Linked DNA regions of Mus musculus: region 2 is linked to region 1. Evidence: chromatin contacts called from public Micro-C data. All regions are on one chromosome and are shown on one strand. The core of a region is the stretch at or near the end of the contact, and the rest is flanking DNA. Distances in the headings are between cores, read along the strand shown.

Evidence for each region. Hi-C and Micro-C count contacts between places; a contact is called where the count stands out from the background.
Region 2: a contact with region 1 is called in a Micro-C map of stem cell-derived motor neurons, with 3 times the contacts expected there. The contact joins the enhancer-like site here to the promoter of Tprgl in region 1. A contact is called at or near these places in 2 of 39 promoter capture datasets (cranial neural crest and frontonasal cranial neural crest), 19 of 484 Hi-C or Micro-C datasets (the 63-12 cell line, the AML12 cell line, LSK cells and 16 more), 3 of 115 datasets of contacts at active chromatin or transcription factors (craniofacial prominence and embryonic stem cells) and 3 of 9 other capture datasets (adipose tissue, liver and pancreatic islet).

Annotation. Positions count from the first base shown.
Region 1 is chr4:154,156,923-154,163,700 of GRCm38.p6, reverse strand. Tprgl (transformation related protein 63 regulated like) reads left to right here and starts at 3,017. Exons shown (of 4, transcript NM_026388.2): 1 at 3,017-3,346; 2 at 3,440-3,616; 3 at 4,279-4,432; 4 at 5,136-6,216. The coding sequence starts at 3,072. The coding sequence ends at 5,330.
Region 2 is chr4:154,221,886-154,228,663 of GRCm38.p6, reverse strand. Megf6 (multiple EGF-like-domains 6) reads right to left here. Exons shown (of 37, transcript NM_001162977.1): 4 at 4,441-4,563. Among named protein-coding and RNA genes, the nearest start is that of Megf6, 55 kb to the right of the region's middle. Within about 2 kb of position 4,188, at least 39 of the 459 cell types and tissues checked have an H3K27ac peak or open chromatin away from gene starts, as enhancers often do. A contact at or near this core is called in craniofacial prominence, palatal mesenchyme and stem cell-derived motor neurons, where this site is marked.

The DNA of each region.
Region 1 (6,778 bases), core at 1,768-4,267:
CCGCTGAGTTCCCAAAATGCTAAGTCACAGCATCAGGAAATTAAGGCAAGAATCTGCTTGTTATAGCTGAGCTTCTGAGTCTTCTACAGAAAGATAACAGCTTCATCTAGGACTTGAAAACATCCCATACCTGCCAAACTGTGATCTCCCAGGGAGGCCATGTGTGGGTAGTTGCGCCATCTGCTGACCACTTTGGGAACAGCCTCTTGAAAATCCCTGGCAACGGCTAGTGGACCTCAGGACCAACCCAAGCTCTGGGCCCCCAATACCTTACTCCCTAGTCACAGTCATCATGTCTTGCTCCTTGCCCCCGCCGTGACCTGTGTGCACACGTGGAGGTCATCTAAATGCTTCATCGCTTGCACCTGCCCGAAACACCCTCCCCCCCCCCACACACACACCAGTTGAATTATGTACCTGTTAATGATACACGCAAGTCCCAACCAGTCTCCATGACTCTCACCATCTTTGGAAAATAGTCTGTGAACATGATCAGGTCAAAAGGGGGCCGTTAGGGCAGGCCTGTGCCAACGTCAGGAATCCTTACAAATGAGAAAGCGACGATGACTATGGAAAGTCAGCCAACGGGGAGAGGCAGCCACAGGCTGAGGGACATCCAGCATGGCTGACAACACGGGAGGCTGGAAAGGCAAAGGAAGACATGTGCCCTCAGGTATCAGAAGGACACACATACATGCACATGCAAGCGCACATGCACACACACTGTGGTTCTGGCCGTCTGGTCTCAGCAACCTCACTACATGCTTCGGTTACTTCCAGCAAGCCAGTCTGTGGTCTGTCCTGGCAGCCTCACGTAAGATATAATGGTGTTTATTCACAGTGTGGATACTGGAGACTCCTCACGGTAGTAAAGGATTTACACTTCTGTAGAAGCCAGGTTTCAGAGCGGACACCTGCTGCTCGTCCCCTCTGCTCCGGACAGATACAGAGCACCTGCTTAGCCGTGATCCTTTGAATGAGAGGCTCTAAGTGCCAGTATCAGAAATCCACCTGCCTCTGCCTCCTGAGTGCTGGGATTATAGGCGTGTGCCACCACGCCCGGCTGTAACATTTTCTTAATTGGTGAGTAATATGGGGGGGGGGGCTCTGCCCATTTCATGTGGTGCCACCTTAGGGCAAGGTAGTCCTGTGTTGTATAAGAAAGGCTGAGCCAGAAATAGATGATGTTTCTCTCTCACACCTAGGATTCATGCATGCCACAAACTTGACATTTGCTTATTTGTGTTATTAAACATTATTCTTATGTGCATTGGTGTTTTGTCTGCATATAAGTCTGTGTAAGGGTATTGGATCCTGGAGTTAAGAGTCGTGAGCTGCCATGTGGGTGCTGGGGATTGAACCCCAGTCCTTTGGAAGAGCAGCCAGTGTTTTTTGTTTTTTTTTTTAAAGATTTATTTATTTATTTATTATATGTAAGTACACTGTAGCTGTCTTCAGATGCACCAGAAGAGGGCATCAGATCTCATTACGGGTGGTTGTGAGCCACCATGTGGTTGCTGGGATTTGAACTTTGGACCTTCGGAAGAGCAGTCGGGTGCTCTTACCAACTGAGCCATCTTACCAGCCCTAAAGGTAGAAGCCTCCTTGATTTTTTTTTTTTTTTTTTTTGGTTTTTTTCGAGACAGGGTTTCTCTGTGTAGCCCTGGCTGTCCTGGAACTCACTATGTAGACCAGGCTGGCCTGGAACTCAGAAATCTGCCTGCCTCTGCCTCCCGAGTGCTGGGATTAAAGGCGTGCGCCACCACGCCCGGCGCAGCCAGTGTTCTTAACTGCTGAGCCACCTCTCCATCCCTGGCTTATTGCCTTATATGCACTTATCTATTCATCTCCCCTTTCTCTGTCAGCTTTCAGCACACTCTTCACATCCACAGCGGTCTCAGGAACCTCTGTGGGAATTCACGTCATCGTGGCTGCTCCCACCAGTGTCCCGGAGACCTCATTGGACTGGATTCTCTGACGAAGCCACACTGTAAAAGGTCCAGCAGGCTAAGGAGCCCTCACAACGGTCAGGAGACAGACTACAGGCCTGAGCTGTATCTTGGGCTGTCATTCACTGATGAGTCTAACCTATGTCTTGGTGACTGTTAGAAAAGACTTTTGGGCCACACTATCATAGCGGTCCATTAGCTCCATCAACCCAGGCACACTGCTGGCACCCCCGTGGGAGCAGGAACTCAGGGACATCTCGCATGGCTTCTGTCCCAGGGAGAAGCTGCAGGGCCCAAGAGCATCCTACGGCGTTTCCTTCCAACTCCCCCCACCCCCCGCCCCAGCAGCACTCTTCGGTGACATGGTAGCTTACTTGTGCGTATCATGCCCAATATAAAGAACCCTCTGACAGCCACCTCTGACCTGCACACACTCCTATCTCCAGTGTGCACACACCCTATAAACCCACACTCCCAAGGTGACCACGCCCAAGGAGTGCAGCACACTCCTGAGAAGCCTCTATCTGAGGTGCCCCGACACAGTGTCCACAATCCTCAGACGCGCACACACCCATTCCCACGCTTTCACAATCCTCAGACGCGCACACACCCATGCCCACACTTTCACACTCCCCAGGCATGCACACCTCCTAAGTGCGCCGCACACCTCCGCCCGAAGTGCACCGTAAGCCCGAAGGTGAAGGGCACGGAGCCAAGCGAGGACACACTGTCGGGGCAACGCCCTACGCACGAGCCCCCAAGTGCCCCCTTCCGCGCGAGTCCATGGCGTCCCTTTCCCCGTTCTCAGCCAGGAACCCCCGACCGGCATTTTTTTTTTTTTTAACTCGCCCTTCCTGTAAACAGGAAGTGGCTCCGCGCGTGGCGGCAGCTTCCGGCCCAGGAGGGGCCGCCGTAATCATGAACGGCAGCACTTTAGACCCAATTGCAGAAGACAGCTTAGGGGAAAGCCAATCGCGAGACGCAGTCGACGGAGCTGGAGGCGGGTCCGGAAGGCGGGCTCTGCAGGACTCAACCAATCACAAGGCGAACGAGGGAGGGCGGGGCGCGGCCGGGCGGACGCCGGGGCGGCGGCCGTCGGTGGAGGCTGCCGGTGGCGGCGCGATGCTGCAGCTGCGGGACACGGTGGACTCGGCGGGCACGAGCCCCACGGCGGTGCTGGCGGCCGGCGAGGACGCGGGTGCGGGCCGGCCTGGGGCGGGCACACCGCTGCGCCAGACGTTGTGGCCGCTGAACGTCCACGACCCTACACGCCGCGCCCGCGTCAAGGAGTACTTCGTGTTCCGGCCCGGCACCATCGAGCAGGCGGTCGAGGAGATCCGCGCCGTGGTACGGCCCGTGGAGGACGGCGAGATCCAGGGGGTGTGGCTGCTGACCGAGTAAGCCGGCGCGAGGGGACTGCGGGGACACTGGGCGGGGGCGGGCGGGGGCAGGCGGGGCTCTTGGTGATGGGCGGCCCCTCTCCTCTCCAGGGTGGACCACTGGAACAACGAGAAGGAGCGGCTGGTGCTGGTCACCGACCAGTCGCTGCTCATCTGCAAATATGACTTCATCAGCCTTCAGTGCCAGCAGGTGGTCAGGGTGGCGCTCAGCGCGGTAGACACCATCTCCTGTGGAGAATTCCAGTTTCCTCCGAAGTCGCTCAACAAGTAGGTGCACCAGCGCACTACACGGCAGGGCCCCAGCGGATCCTGTAAGTGGTATTGACCCACTCTCTTGTGAGGTAAAGGTCTCATCTTGAAGAACCAGTGGAAAGGACCTTTAAGTAGAGGCTGGTGATTTCCGGGTTGCTCAGTACCTCCTTGAAAGGGATGCTGGCACAGTCGGCCACTCTGTCCCCACTAAAAACCATTCATTTAAATACCGTTAAGATACATGGAATCAGAGCCCACTGTCATAAGCTATGTAGGGAGTCTGGGAGTTTTAACTCCAGCAGGAGGGAGACACAGGGCATGTGCTCAGTATTACTAAAAATTCGATACATCGCAAAACACCTAACAGCCTTCAGAGACTGGTTGGCTTGCTATAAAAGAATTATTTGACTAGGGACTCCAGGAAGCTAATGGCTACTAACTTAAGCATCATTCAGTAACATTAAGAACAAACACGGCCATAATTAGGCCAGGTTGGACTGTGTGCCGGTTTCATAGGCTGCAAAGGAGGCTCATTAACTTGTTACGCTTTGGAAGTGTGTGAAGCTGTTAGTGGAGGCCATTGTTACACTAGGTCACAGGTTCCCCAGCCATCCCTGATACTGAATGCAATGTTGTATTCCTGTGGTAAGCAAGGCTTTCTCCCCCTCCCCCATCAGGAGAGAAGGCTTTGGGGTTCGCATTCAGTGGGACAAGCAGAGCCGCCCTTCCTTCATCAACAGATGGAACCCCTGGTCTACAAACATGCCCTATGCCACCTTCATAGAACACCCAATGGCTGGCATGGACGAGAAGACAGCGTCTCTGTGCCATGTAAGCAGGCCAAGGCCACTGTCAGTGTGAACCCTGGAGGTGCAGTTCCACAGTAGGAAGCTAGGTGGTGCTGTTTAAGAACAGAGTCACCATCCCATTGCAGGATGCTCAGTCTGGACTGGGTGGGTGAGCGAGCATGGGAAAAGCCCACAGTACTGGCGGGGCTTGGCAGGTGCTGCTGGTGACACAGGTACTCTGGAAGTTCCCAGGAGAGGTGCTGAGGGAGCGCTGAGCATTCTGCACAGTTAGAGTAGGGCTGAGAAAGCCCTGTCACTTGGTGACATCATAGTCCTCATGAATTCCTCCATCTGTGATGCTACCTGTCAGTCAGTGCACAGCACACCAGTGCAGGCAGCGTGTGCAATTACAGCATCACCTGCTTAGTGAGGTGCACTCCAGAGCATGTGCGTCTGTAAAAAAGATTTTCCACCTGTTGGCACTGGCAGTACCTTGTCTCAGGCTGCCGAATCTCCTGACTGCATCTTTAGAGATAGACTGGTACTCTCTAGGTTGGACTTAAGGCAGGTCCCTTCATGATGTTTGTACATGATGAACCACCTGATGACACAGCTCATAGGGCCCAACCTGTCATTGGTGATGTCATCACTATGTGGTATTTGGGAGGATTTGAACTCAGAATCCTCGTTTCCCAGTACTGCTGTCTTGGCATGAGGTTAAGGCTCCATGTTTATTCTCTTCAAAGTTGGAAAGCTTCAAGGCTCTCCTGATCCAAGCTGTCAAGAAGGCCCAGAAGGAGAGCCCACTGCCAGGGCAGGCGAATACCGTGCTGGTGCTGGAGCGCCCCCTCCTCATCGAGACCTACGTGGGGCTCATGTCCTTCATCAACAATGAAGCCAAGCTGGGCTACTCCATGACCAGGGGCAAGATAGGCTTCTAGACAGCTGCGTCCCGGAAACCAAGGTGGTGGGGACTCCCTGTGCCACCTCATGCCACCCACTGGCTGGAGGGAAGGAGGGCATGTATCCGATTAGAATAGTCAAGTGGATTATGTATATTTAGTTGGATATTGGACATCTTGGCAACACAATCTTACAAAGGCAGATTCAGCTGCCCCCATACCACTGTGTTCCTTCTGTAACGCCACGTTCTCCCTCCAGCATGCCGAGCACAATGTCCACCCACTTGTGCTGTGTAGACTGTTGCATACAGCTGAGTACAGTGAGCGGCTTCTGCACATATTTAACTCTCCCTATATATTAACTCTCAAGTGCTGTATTTTAAAATTCAGCCCGTTTTTTAAAAAAGCTAAATACAGTAGCAGCCAGCAGCCAGTCACTAAGAAAGACAGTCTGCCTGGCAGCTCCTGGTGAACCTGCCTTTCTGTGAATGTGTCTGACTTAGAATCACACTTTATAAATTAATCCAGGTTGTGTTAATACAGCAGTTTTCCTAGGCCCAAAAGGTTACTCTCATAACATAAGCTAGCCCCTTCCGGAAGTCATGGTGGTGGGTTTCTATCATCCTGTCTCTGTTTAAAAGGGACTGAATAGTTGGGTTTTAAAAGTGCATGCTATAAACAGACGAGCATCCTAGAGCTCACTGAGCACTGCTGAGCTTTGACACGCCAGCCACACACAGCTTGCTGCTGTCGTTCTAGCCTTGCCAGTGCACTGTAGATGCTGGCCTGTCACTCTATACCTCTCGCTTTAGTTAACCGGCATGGATGTGACCGGAATGCCATGGCCTATCCAAGAGGAAAGGTGACCTCAGATGCACCTGTTTTCAGCCTGTGCTTTTGTTCTAGTAAAGACATTTAAACCAAATGGAGTTGCTCCTTTTTGAAGTTATTGTCACAGAATCAGGAGTGCCAAAGACTGTCTTGAGGACTGAAGTCTGGCTGACTGAGGACCCTTGTGAGCATGGTCCTCTTTACAGAAACTCAGATACACAAGTGTGCAGTCCTGGTGGGAACCCTGGTCACCAGTACAGACATACTGGTCTGTCTGCTTTCAAGGCACTTACTAGAGATAGAGAGGTTTGGGTGGGCTGAGCTCTTCCACTCTACCAGGCAGTGACCCAGGCCTCTCTGCAGAATTCACTTGTAAGGCCAGAGACCTGCCCAACTGTTGTGGGATTTACAGCTCACACGGGGACAGGCACAGGTGCGGGGCACTTCTGAGTACATCCAGCTGCAGGAGGGCTGGCCAGTCTGACATTAGTCCACCTTGTTCCAAAGCCCACTGACAGAAAACCCCTCAGGGAATGCTGACCCTGCCTACGAATGAGTGTGGCACTGACCATTTCTTGATGCCAGGAAGTAGCTGTTAGAGCTGAAAGCCAGCATCCCTACACCCATCCTCGGGTTCGCTACTGGCTTCAGAGTCT
Region 2 (6,778 bases), core at 2,939-5,438, 64 kb before region 1:
CTAGAGATCAGTACAGCTGGCCTGGGTCGGCTGCCGTCAGCCTTCTTAATCAGAGTTTCAATTCACTTCCCACGTTCCTTCCTCTCCCTAGAGACGGAGAGGACCTGGCTGAACTCTCAGGCAACAATCGTGCATCAGTGGGTGTGACAGACATGGGACTGGAGCCACTGTGACAGCTGAGAGCGGGTGAGACAAGCTTCATGGGAACCCTGATTTGGGGGAGCCTCCTTGGGGACGATGACATAGTGTCCATGAAGAGCTGGAGTCTCACGAACATTCCAAAACTATCTCGGCTCTACTCTTAAACCTCTACGGCTGGGGAAAGTCAGGAGCCTGGATCATCAGGCTGAGCCTCTCCCTCCGGGGCATCACTTGCAGAATCCCACACTGCATGGGAAGGTAGACCTGGAGACCTGAATCAGAAAGGGCTGCCAAGCCTCCTCCCCTGCCCCATGAGAAGCTCTGGCCACCATCCTGACAGCACTAAGTAAGACAGAATAATTCACCCTGTTACAACAACACAAGAACCTTCAGGCTACTCAGTTTAGAGTAAGGACTGGACCCATCTTACAGATAGGAATGTTTTAGAAATGAGCTCCAAGCCAGAGGGCAGCAAGAAAGGTAAGGTAAACTATGGCCTTGGAGCTTGCCTGAACTTGCAAGGAGCCCCCATTAGAACCTAGGTAAAGAGAAGGCAGAGGAGATTAATCACCCGAGACACAGGCTAGCCCTCCACAGGCAGAGCTGGCAAGCAAGCAGAAACTCTCCACCTATGATCTGCCTCTAACGCTGGCCTGGCAGTTGGCAAGCATGATGCTGGCCTCAGCCTCTGAGCATTTCCTGAATCCTCTAACGACTTAAGATCTGAGAGCCTATTTGTCATGGTTTACTGACAGAGGCCCAGGCTCAGACACACACCTTCGTGAGGGCTTAAGGAGATGTTCAACCCTCACTGGCACCGAAGGCGAGTCCTGGAGTGGCTTTGCCAATGCAGGGCGGCGATGACTGAGCATACAGAAAGGAGCTTTGTTGGGTCTGGGAAGATGTTTCAGATGTGTTTGCCTCATCCACATGAAGGCCAAGCAGGGTGACCTCCACATCTAGTCCCAGATCTGAGAAGGGGGAGATGAGGAGACTCCTGGGGCTCACTGGCTGCTGGCCGACATGGTGAATTCCAGACCAATGAGGAACCGTGTGTCAAAAAGAAAGTGAAGAAGCATCTACAAACACCACTACAGGACGGACGGACAGACGGACACACACACACACCAAACAAAATAAATATTGAAAAGCCTGATAGGTCTGCCACACACAGGCCGAGGCTCACCTGTTCAGAAGAACTAGTTCAAGACAGAGACCAGATCCCACCCAGCAACGCAGAGGCAGTGGCAGTGGCTAGTGTCACTATGGCCACCCAGTCCAGCTGAGTGGATTTGGCCCCGGCTCCAGCAGAGCCTCCCAGAACATGACATATATCAGCCTGAACCAGCTCTCAGGGTTGGGGCCAAGACACCTCCAGCCAGGCTCCCTTGCCAGTCCTGTTTCACGGCGACAATTCATCACTCTTGGTGGTTTCTGGGCTCACCCTGCCGTCCCCTCTGCACACACCTCCCTGCACAAGCAAGCAAGGCAGGCCTCCCCTTCTGGGACATCCTCATTTCCTACTGTCCGTGCTCACACGCGCAGGCAGCCTGCACCCGAGAACTGTACTGCCTCACGTCTGCCAGAGGAGGCTGGACTGGCAGGGGACACAGAGCTCAGCAGGCTCCTGGCTCTCAGCAGCCCCTTGGCCATGAGGTGACTTAGACCTCCAATCATCTCAAACTCGCAGAGCTGGGGCATGAACCCTGGTGGGGGTTGGGGGGGCAGGGAAGAGGCAGGAAGAGGAGAGAAGGCAGATGCGGCCGCCAGAACGCAAGGTTTGAGGACCATCCATGTCTGAGACACCATTCTGCCTCCGCCTAAGACTTGGTTCTCTGGCCATGCCCCTGCCTCTACCCACCTCTGTCAGATTACAAAGACCTGGTCTACCCTTAGGGACCCCAAACGGAGACTCCAATGCCTCGTACAGTAACACAGAAGCAGACCTAGTGCCCCAGGCTGCAATTCCAGCTTCTTAGGAGGGCTGAGGCAGGAAGATCCCAAGTTCAAGGCCTGCCTGGGCCACAGATCGAGGTCAAGAGGAGCCTGGAAAATTCAGTCAGACCCTGTCTCAAAGGTAGCTGTGGGTAAGGCTTAGTGGTAGAGAGCTTGGCTAGCACAAAAAAAGGCCAAGTTCAGCATCCCCCGTGGGTGGATGGACAGACAGCTTAGGCCTTAGGTCATTGGCCTTTCCTACCTTCTGTCTACCTCATGCCTGGGGCGCCTGAGTGGAAGCTAGCACTGTGCCCAGCTCCCATAAGTCTATGTCTCACTTGGAATGGGCATCAACACAGCACACCAGGTCCAGAGCACATGCTACAAACTCCGACTTCTGGGAGAAAGCTGATGGGACACACTCTCTAACGCACACCCGAGAGCATTCCTCTCCCAGACAGGGCTGGGAAGACAGCAAGACTTCCTCTGGAACTCCGTAGATCTTTAGGGGTCACCCTTTCCCATGCCTTAACAATATCTATCTAGAACCCCACTATACAGAGCTTCCAATCCACTCTTCTGAGCTATAAGAAATATGAGGTTAGCAGAGCCAGGTTCTGACCCACTGAATCACCCCAAAGCAAATGAGCAGAGTTGGGAATACTAGATAGAGAGGCCCCTGGATAGCAAGCCTACTCTAAGCACTGTGGCATCCTGACGCTGAATGTTTTGACCCACAACCTAATGCCCACGTGAGGGACTTCTGAGATGATTTCATGGCTATGGTGAGCCTTCCCTGCAGGCTCAGGAGATACCCTAGGCACGGAACCTCACTGCTTGGCCCCAGAGGCAGCAGGTTCTCTGGGTATCTTCCCTTGGGTAACTGCTGTCAGACAGGCACACAAGTGGTTGGCGGATCCAGCCAGCAACCAGAGGGATGCTGGGAATCTGCAGTGCCCAGGAGAGCCCTTGGCGTGGTTTTCCGTATGCCACTGAAGAATGGGGGATTTCCAGGCTCCCAAAGTTCAGATATGGCGAGGCTCTGGGAACATTAGACAGCTACCTCAGACTAGCCCCACCCAGGAAGCCATGGGGCTGGGGAGCCTGATTCCACCTTGGATGAGGAAGAAGCCAAAGGGCAGGTGGCACTCGGGGCGGGAAATAACCAGCACTTGGTTAGATGAACTGGCTCACAGGAAGCAACCCAGGGCCAGGCTGTATCAAGTCTTTCATCTGCTCCTTAAACCAGCTTAAGCATCACTCCCTCCTTTCAGAGGGAGATGCCTCAGGCGTATGGTGCTGAGGGAGGCTATCTGGGTTCTGTGACGTGGGGACACAGTGAGAGACTCTAGCCCACAAAGGTCCTGAGCACTCAGTATGCACAGCCTTCTCACAGATACAAGAAGAGGGGTGCAAGCTGTTCCCCAGAGCTGACTCACTAAGCCAGTTAAAATCATGAGCCATCTTTAATGCTCGGTCAAGCCGAAACCCAAGTCTGCTGGCAAGACGACCCGCAAGCAGAGGGGTGGGCTCTGAGGGCGTCTGCAGGAACCGGCTGCACAGGCGCAGAAACACAGACACAATAATCATTAAACACTTATCTGCCCTACCTCCCTTTAGGCTAGACACGTGGAGGAACAGGCCTCCTGCTGCCCCACAGCTGGGGCATGACCCTAGTGTTACAGCCACATTCCCCACCTCCAAGCTCCTGCTGGTTACAGGGAACCCACTCTTCTAGAATGTCTCATGCAGAGCAGACACCCCCGCCTCAATGCCTCTCCAGACCCCAACTTGTAGGCAGATGGTTCACAGATGGGCAGCTGAATAGCTGGAGATGGTGTGACATTTAACTGAGGTCATTCTAAGACTCAGACAGTGACCATCTGATACAGAGAGCAGAGACAGCCTCTTGACCCAGGCCCAGGACCCTGGACACTGATGGCCCCAAACGCTCCAAGGGACTCAGCTGTTCAAACCAGCCCTGGGCTCAGATGTGAGGGCAGCCAGAGAATGCAGAAAAGGGGAGGGGAGACTGAGAGGCTGGGGACAGCAGGGCCTCCTCATCCCCCTCTCCTCAGTTCCCCGAGTCTCTCCAGGATCTACTTCTGTCTGGTCTTGATTTTGCTGTCGGCCTGCCAGCAATGCTGGGGTGGAGTCACAGGGGCTGTTCAGAGCTGGCAAGCTGCTCTCAGCCCCAGGCCTCTCACAGTCTTTGACAGGCGAGGTTCCTATCAGTGTCACAGGGATGTGGGCCCTTCCCCCAGAGGGTCTTAGCTCCTAGTTCTAGCTTGAGCTTACCCCTGCTCCCACCACCCACTCTCTGTCTCTGCCCTTCCCCGGGGCAGAGTACCAGACAGGTCCTACCTTGGCACGTTTTGCCATCACCCTGCAGCTGGTAGCCGGGTGGGCAGCGACAGTAAAAGCCACCCACGGTGTTGCAGCACGGGCCCTCACAGCCCCCGTTGGCATTGGCACATTCATCCACATCTGTGGGAAGAAACGCAGATGAGCACTTGGCCAAGGAAACACGGTGTCCCCGAAGGATGGGGAGGGGCGTCAGACAACATGACAGGCCCCGTGGAGGGAAATGAACAGACTCAGGCCCCATTCCTCCACCCAAGCACCCAGGGAAGCCGCTCTCTTAGCATCCAGTGCAGCAGGTCTCCAGGACAGTATCTGAGCAGCTCATCGAAGGGAATCGACCTGTAAGAGCAGCTACAACCAGCGGTGTTGGCCCCGGAGCATCCTGTAGGCTCCGGGAAGATCACCTGTGCAGCATTAGGTTTTCCAAAGAAAACAGCCTCCCTTTGCTCCGAAGCTAGGATCCCACAGGACCCTGACAATGGACCCAATACCCTGGCCACACCATGACAGCTCTGGTTGCCTTTTATGCTCTTGTAATGAGGTGGAGCTGCGTCAGGTTAGGGAAGGCAGTGAGCATACAGCAGAGCTACCGGACCCTGACTGCCATGGCCTGAGCTCACAGCTCCTTTTCCTCTGATCAGCTCTTACGGGTACAGAGCACAGATGGCCGCTCTGAGTAGGTATACGGCTGAGATGGAGGACTCCTACCTGGGCTCAGCCTTACAGGAGAAACAGTGCTTAAACACCACCCAATCTGGCCAGCCTGAGACTGCAGGGGCCTTACAAATATGTAGACTCATCATGTGTTGAGTCAGTATTTTTGCCTCTGTCCACCCACCTGGTCATACCGCTTCATCTGAGTCCAGGGAGGCTCCGGGGAGGCTAACCCTCCAGTGTCCCCAAACACAGCCAACCTCGAGGCAGGCTCAGGGCAAGGGGAATCCCAACATGTCACAGGTGCACATAGATAAGCCTTTATTCCACCTGACATGTGCTGTTGTTAGGAAAGAAGCCAAATGCTTACGCTATACACAGGAAGTTGGCAGAACCAGGTGTGGGCACTCTCAGGTCTGAGATGGCTTAAAGCTCTCCTGGTGGTCCCAATATCTCTCACAGCTTGTCAGAAGGGTTCCTAGAAGAACCTCTCACAGCTAAGCTAAGGGCCTCAGAGATACGGGCAGTTGCATGAGGACCGTGGTGGCCAAAGGACACTGGCCGGCTGCCTCCTGATTCTTGGAGCTCAGCCACCAGTCTAGCCCTGCAAAGCCAACGGTGGGAATTTCCTAGGAATTCCTGGGGAGTTACAGAGTCTCAGCAGAGGTCATGGCTGGGGTGCCTAGGGTCCCCTGTCTGCTGGCCTGAGGAGACAGCACAAAAGCCAGGCTGGCGGGCCAGGGTACGAGACACAACACAGCTCAGGTCCTGTCATTCAGACCACTGTATGGGAAACTGGAATGGAAAGGGGGTGGGGACTTGAGGATCAGGGTCACAGACAAAGAAGGTTCTCTTATAGTATTGTATGGATCCAGGTTAGGGAACCTCACAAAACCATATGTCGGCCAAGTGGGCAACAGTAAGAATGCCCTCTACAGTTCCCCATGTCTATGGGAGAAGCCTTGTCACAGTGCCCGGTACCCAGGATAGACACTTGCTGCCCTATCACCATAGCAGCTGCTAGCTCCTCCCCCATCCTGAGCACCCCTCAGAGTAGCTAGCCTCCCTCGCTGGGCTAGCCTGAGCCCTGCTGAGTTAGCATCTACATAGGAGGATTATCCACATCTGGATTTGTAAACCTTAGAAGGTGTGATCCCCACCCATCTCAGGGTTTCTGTCTCCAGCCCAGGCCCACAGGGGTTGTGGGAAATAGCAAATGCTATACAAATTCCACACAGAAGAGCTTCAGGACTGCCTGGCAAAGCGGTCGCCTTTAATCCCAGAACTCACGAAGCATGTGAGTTCCAGAACAGCCAGGGCCACACAGAAAACAAAACACCCAAACACCAGCAAGAGCTCCTGGGCAGAAGCCAGAACACACAACCCTGCCCTCCCTCCTGGGCTTTGCCACAACCTGGAACCACTGGAACAGGGCAGAACGGGCAGGTCTCTGGCTGAGCACCGTTCTCTGCACACAAACCAGGGCGAGTTGGCCATTTCAGAGGTGGGGACGGCCAAGGAAGGCCTCCATACTCCATTTGAAGCTCACAGTAAACTGTTCAGTGGAGACAGCCCACCATTCATGTGCAAACTGCCTCATCCCGGCATGTATTAAAGCTCTGTCTGTGTGCACGGCACTCCGGGAGTGTCGGCCTGCAAAGGCAGGATACCCAAGCTCTGGGAA